Regions from separate parts of the Zea mays genome. Here region 1 is linked to region 2. The links are chromatin contacts, called in public Hi-C maps. All regions are on one chromosome and are shown on one strand. Each heading gives the region's core, a stretch centred on a gene start, on an enhancer-like site or on the middle of the called end of the contact. The rest is flanking DNA. Distances are from core to core; before and after follow the strand shown. Region 1 holds the start of LOC100283478 (ribulose-phosphate 3-epimerase). Region 2 holds the start of LOC103632978.

What was found. Hi-C and Micro-C count contacts between places; a contact is called where the count stands out from the background.
Region 1: a contact with region 2 is called in a Hi-C map of tassel, with 2.5 times the contacts expected there. The contact joins the promoter of LOC100283478 here to the promoter of LOC103632978 in region 2. A contact is called at or near these places in 4 of 25 Hi-C or Micro-C datasets (bundle sheath, endosperm, leaf and 1 more).

What each region holds. Positions count from the first base shown.
Region 1 is chr7:142,553,777-142,557,224 of Zm-B73-REFERENCE-NAM-5.0, forward strand. It overlaps LOC100283478 (ribulose-phosphate 3-epimerase), which reads right to left and starts at 1,491. Exons shown (of 8, transcript NM_001156378.2): 1 at 1,233-1,491; 2 at 513-517. The coding sequence starts at 1,346.
Region 2 is chr7:142,275,497-142,279,121 of Zm-B73-REFERENCE-NAM-5.0, forward strand. LOC103632978 reads right to left here and starts at 1,308. Exons shown (of 9, transcript XM_020541162.2): 1 at 812-1,308.

The DNA of each region.
Region 1 (3,448 bases), core at 241-2,740, 280 kb after region 2:
CTTTTTCATTATTTGCAACTTGCAATTACCTTATGCTTTTATCAATGACAGAGTTTCATTCCAAAAAACATGTAAAAAAACAAAATCAAAAGTATGTTGTTTCCTTTTTCAGGTTGGTCCATAGGACATTCTGTGTTATTGTTTCCATGCCCTTTTTATGTGCAGGTCCCCATTTAATTGTAGGGAAATTCTATCATAAGACTCCACAAAATTATGTTGTATGTATTGAATATTCTGATAAGTAAGGCGTCTAAAGCACATAAGAAGAGGTGAAAACTGAACAAGAATAAGGGTCTGAATGAGTTGAAGGACAGTGACACTGGGTATAAAATTTTACTTTCAGTCATGTATTCATCATATAAGTTACTTCCTGTAAGCTGTGGTAAGCGACCTTACAATCATGCTAGCAGCTTAAAAGGCGAATGATATTTGAGAGTTATACCACCGGACACTTCAGTAGCAAACCACAATAGAAGTAAAATATCCTCATTGAGAATTAGAGACCAACTCACCCATCCTACAAGAAAATATGAGTAATAAGAACAGAAGTCAGCATAGGATAAGCTTTCAATTCTTATATCATCAGTCATACAGATGTGAACAGAAACAAAACCAGTCACAGGTGGCAGCAGAATTTAGCTAAAAAGAATACATAAGCAGATAACTACTAGGTACCATGAACAAAACGACAGCTAGCAGTTTGCAGTAAGCAGATCAGTACAATTGAGTACAGCATTACTGCACTAGGAGGAAACTGATACTAAAGAAGCTTAATTTCCACTCTAAAAGTCGATATTCAGCTAACTTCTGCATGAAGACATGCATATAGTAATACACTAGAGGGTAGGTCGACAAGCCAACAAGACAAATGCCCAATTCTGAACAAATCCTACAGAATCGAGAATCGATCACTCTAAATGCCACAGAATCGCATAAAACCTAATTTTCATAGTAATGGATGCAACTGCAACCTCTCTTTCAAAATGATGCGCCAGCTCTAAGTTCGTGAAAAAAGTTTCCAACAGCAAGTTAGTCAACGGTAGATCAATCCTGTGCACGCCATAGGACACGGTTACAGGCAGCGTACTCAACCCTGCCGGCTGACCAGAAATACTATCGCTCGGATCTCGGATCAGAGGCCGCTGCTTATTCGTATTAGCGGTGCTGCCGTGCTGCGCCTGCGCCCGCAATAGATGAGACGGAATTGGCCGGAAGGGGGAAGGGGATCGTACCATGATGTCCATATGTAGCCAGTCGGCGCCTAGGCGGACCATGCGCTCAGCCTCCGAAGCGAGGTTGGCAAAGTCCGACGAGAGCATCGACGGCGCTATCTTCGCCGCCGCCATGTCCGCTTACCGCTAGGTTGATTCCTCCCCGGATTGGTGGCAGAGTAGTTATGGGGGCAGGCGCCAGGCGGGCAGCAAACAGTACACTTTGGAAGTGGATGCTTCGGTCGTTCGGCCCGGCGGCTTGTAGGGGAGTTGGTGAGGTGGCCGGTGGCCGGTGGCATTTGGTACTTAGTCCATCTTTCTCTCAAATTGTGTTAAGAGTCTATGAGCAGTCCACCTTTTAGTTGACTATTAGTGAACCGTCAACTTCCTTTTCTCTTTAATTCTCTTTCTTTCGTGTCACTATAAATATAGCATGTCATCTCTTGCAGACTGTCCATGTAACTTTATTATACTTGCTCTTATGGATCAATTGGGTATCGATCGCATCGTAATCAGATCGACTGATACCGATCTACATGTTGTATACCAGGTTAGTACCGATCTCCGATACACTTCTTACTGATGTGGAAGTTCTTGTTTGATTAGCGCTATTTTAATTATTTAAAATTCAAGAAAACTAAGACAACTTGAATCCAATCTATAAATAGAGGAAGGTGTTTGAATCCATTCACACCCCTCACCTCCAATTCACTTGCCTTCTCTCTTTATAGCCTTCAAACCTCTCTTTCATTATGGATCCAAGGTGAAATCTGAACTTTGATACATTCACCGACTTGTTCAATGAAACTCCACGACGTCCCGAGACTCTACCGGTATGGGATAAATCTTCTTCTAAGGACTTTTTCTCATCTATCATCAACAAGAAAATGTTCCTACTTGTACCCATGTACTGATTATATGGCCTCTGCTTATGAAAGTACCTTTAGGCATTTAAAGACTTTGGATGTCACCTAGAGGGTGAATAGGTAATTAAAACTTTTCAACCCAATTGAACTTAACTTACTTGACGCTAGCAACGAAACCATGTCTTAATCCGATGATTACCTGCACTTCACAAACACTAATACAAAATGCAAATATAAGAAGTGCAAGTAAGCAAATAGAACAAGGGACAAGATACAATTTATCCCATGGGTCAGCCAAGCCTCAAATGCTTGCATATGTTCACGTTTGAGTTAGCCAATCAGCTTGGAGTCTATTTCAACTCCTTCCTCCCTTTGCTCAAGTTTATCACCACTTTTGATAAACCGAGACTTTCACTTATCAATTGGTTGCTTTACAACAATCCTAAGGCTCTCCGTAACTTAGGAGCTCTCCAGCGAATGCCTAAAGCCGATAGCTGAAGCCTATTGTCACACCTGGTTTTGGAAGGCAACCCGAATGCGAACTATGTACATGCTAGGATCAGAACTCACGTACACAGTGATTATATAATTGGACATCATCACACAATGCTCAAAGTAATTAGTGGAAAGGTACTTTATTTACAACAAGATGTCCAAGACATCCACAAAGTCTAATACATAACCATAGTCTTTACCATTAATATCAAAGTGCAGGAATACAAAACGTAGAAGATAAGCCTACACAGGCAGCTGACTAGGGGTTTGCCACTAAGGTAAACTAGAACTCATCGTAGTCCTGAAACTCCTCAAAATCCTCCATGTTGCCAGCATCTCCTCCTGAGCACTGAGTATAGTGGGGACAACCTAGGTGGGGTGGTTTATAAAGCAAGGGTGAGTACACATCAACGTACTCAATAAATGTCCCGTTTGGCTAAACTGGACTAGCTTTATATGGGGTTAAGATCAAGGAGTTGCTTTTAGTTGATCAGGTATTTATTATTAGTGGAAGCCAAATTTTAGCAATAACCAACCCATGAATCATTTCCTCATCGAGGAACATCATTATCATCATCATAACCAAAACCATCAATAGAATCATTGTATCTCAGATCATCTGTATCTCTAATCAAAGAGGATCCCAAGGTCGCTCATAACCGTGAGCACGGCTGATATATCAGTTTCTAACACTCTGCAGAGGTCGCACACTTTACCCACAAGTCGTGATTCCCATTCTGCCCGGAGATCATGACTCTCCGTTGATCACTACCAAGGTGACCTAGCAGGGTCTCACTATATAGCCTTTACAAAGATTTCCTAGAGGTCATAACCGCCCGTTAGGTTTCTCCAGTTTGATAAACAAAGTACATCTCC
Region 2 (3,625 bases), core at 58-2,557:
TTTATGCATATTTTATTTTTGTTTAATCTACTGTTCCTATAGTCCCACCCCCTCACAATGTGTTAGTAAATTTTCTATTTTCTATTTTAGTTAATTAATAACAATATTATTTGTATCTTGATTTATTATCCTTCTTTTATAATAATAGTAGAAGAAAAATATTTTACACTGAGAATCTGAGATATGGTGGCAATTGTTACAATCTATATAGTCTAGTTTCCCTAAGACCACATGTAGAAATTTTAATAAATCTCAAAGGTCCAATATCTATGTCTTCTAATGGATTCCACGAGTAAAGATGAAAGGCGCAACATTAATTAGCAATATATAGCGTGTGAGTATTGAATTAGTATTTTTCTCTTTTGGTTGTTGCGTTATCAATAGTTTCTCCATCACAGCGTCTACGTACACGCGCTGTTCGAGAGGTCTCCAAAAATCTAGTTCTTGCGAAAGATACACACCTCATGATTCAGTGTCTCTGTTCACGTTTAATCTAACTACCGATTTATGTTCATGTTGTTTGAGGTGACTAGTGTACGAGCTATACTCACACTATTTTTTGTATCCATGTTATTTAATCTGAGTTATGTACGAACTATGTTTATATTTGTTTTAAAGATTGTCGCTGTCTGTGTTCTGTTATTAATCTAAAACAGTGGCGGACGGAATTCAGGGGGCCAAAAACCACATGACAAAATCAACTAATAAACAACTACATTATAAACAACTACTGCCGCATAGCCGCATAGAGTTCAAGGTGTCAGTTATCAGTTATGCAAAATTGCAAATCTAGCATAGCTTGTTTGCTTACCTTCCTGACTGCTTGCCTTGATGGAAGGGAGCGGAGACCGACGGGCCGGGTCGTCGCAAGCGCTACTCGCCTGTGCTGCACCGGAAGACGAAAGCGGATGAGCGAGGCGCCGGGGCCAACGTCGCGCCGGGCCGGGAAGTGGACGGAGGCGCCGGGCACTGTGTGCCGCCACGCCGGCCGCCAGGGCTGGGGCTGGTCCCTAGACGCTGAGCCTGGATGCCTGGACCTGGACGGGCACATGCATACAAGAAGCCAAGAAGGCAAGAAGTGGCGGCGGCTTGACAATTGACAGAGAGAGGCACATGGGAAGAAGCAAGCCGAAGATAGCTATTGGGCCTCGGCTTGACAAAGAGAAGGCCCAATAAAGTTGATTTTAGTCTATTATGCCTTTTACATTTTCTGTATTTTATAGTAAATTATATTACACATATAAATACTGTCAAAATTTCAGGGGGACTATGGCCCACTTTGCCCCCTGTGGGTCCGCCCCTGATTCTAAAAATTGTCTACTTTTCAACCGTAAACACTAGTATAATAGTACCATATGATCCACTGATCCAGGGGGATGGTGTGGGGCGGCGTCCGGCGTGGATAGGAAAGGATCGAACTGTATCTGCAGAGGACGTCGCTTTCTTTCCTGCACACAGAGGCGACCTCCATCTGAAGAACGCTGTGAGTGATGGACCATGGCCCATGGGACCTCTGTAGGCTGTAGCCCATGCAGGTGGACGATGCAGCTCAACCACCGATCTGCCTAGGGACACAGTTTTGGTCATGCCAACTCGACAGATGTGGATCGGAGCCATTGTTAAATCTGAGAACCATGTATGGGAACGGGATCCTAGACTGCTGCAGAATCGATCTGCTGGCCCTGGAACAATGGCGTTTCCCGCGTACAAATATTCTCTCCCAGCCAATACTACGCGCAAATGGGCACACCGCAACGGCCGGCACTACACTCCACGGATCGGCCGTGTAATCTTGTGAGCTACACGGCAATCCCTCCCAGCGATGCGCGCTTGTCCTCGTGTGCCCTCTCGGTGCCTCCTCTCAACTGGTGTCTCGTCGCTGCGGCAGCAGGCCGTCGCAATCATGCGCGCTGTCGCCGTTCCCAAAAGACAAGCGGTGCAGGGACAAACCTGTCTGTCCGGCCGGGGTTGCCGCACCGGTCGTGCCTGAGAGCACAACTCGATCTCGCCGCCGGCCGATCCCGCCTCGCCATGTGTCCCTCGGCTCGGCCTCGGCGGCATGATCTGCGCATATGCAACATGATGAGTTACCGAGCATGGGATGGGTGACGAGGGGTGGATGGCATCATGGTAGAGGCAAGTTGTTGGGTCCATGCTTCGTCGCCGAAGGTCTTATAGGAAGAAGCGGTCTTCGGCTGAAGCTGTTTGCATAAGATGGCCGAAGGTTCCTCTTCATGAAGCTTCGGTATTACAAACCGACTTAAAGATAGAATGACCTTTTAGTCCATAAAGGTCTGAGTCAATGTTGTAAACTTTTATAAGGGGCATACTTGTAATTCCTCACAGGCTGCGTCCTGTGCCTATAAATAGTGAATAGTATTCCTTTACTGTTCACGGATTCTGGTAATTGTAATCGCATCTTTCGGGAACCAACCTTTGCCAAGGCAGAGGTATTATTGTATTCAATGATTCAATATATTAAGTAAATACAATATAATTCGTCTATGATTTATTTACCCTTTTATACACTATACCACAACCTAGCTATAACGACTTACTTACAGTCGGTATAAACCGTTATAGCAACGTACTATCAGTCGCTATAGAGTTATACCGACTAACACTTTCTGACGCTGTAAGTGGCGTCGGCATAAACATATAGCGACAGACATGTTTATACCGACGGACGGTTAGACGTTAAAAAGATATACCGACTAACATATTTATCTCGACAGACAGTCTGTTAGAACTTATACCGACACACTGTCTGATGCGATATATGTATTTTTACCGACTAACAATCAAACGCTACGACTATATGAGCCTAAAAAAATATATTACTAGCAGTTTCCAATTATCATCAACATCAGATAACAATTGTACTGCATTCATACATAGCAATTGTACTGCATTCATACATAGCTCATGTTGACATAGCTCATGTTTTCATTCATGACAATAACAATTGTACTGCATTCATACATAAAGTTCACAAGTTTGCTTTTGTTGTAATAAAGATCAAAATAAGTAGCAACAACACTAAGTTTGGCTTGTGAAAGCTCAGAGATACTAGCTAGTACAACCACATGTTGGTTTCACAATTTTAAGTTCACTTGCAAATTTCTCTTTTGGAGAAAATACAAAACAAAATATCTAGCCATCCATCTAAAAGAACTTTTGATCTTTCTTGTTGTAGCATCCATAGGCACCACCGCGATCTGCTTGCTATTGTCATCATGGAGTAAACAAGTGACTTACTACCTCTAGGACCTCCCTCCTGACAAAATTAAAACCCAAATCATTAGTAGACTACTTAGAAATCCATTCCAAAATAAACTATAGAATAGATACCACCATTGCTCCATGATTAAGCTAAATATACAATAGTTGAACGCAACAGAACTGAATGATCACAACACCTTGCTGCTGCTTATTGAGCCGCATGAATTTTAGAGAGCGGCTACTCAAGTGTCCTTGCTAGGGTCCGTGCTATGTTGATCAAACAAGTGTCCTTGCTGCTACTCAAGGACACCTTGCTGCTACTCAAAATATCAAACTAGAGAGCATCAACTTCTATCAATGATCCATACAAACAACCCTTGAGTTTTTAAGAAACAAACCAGCA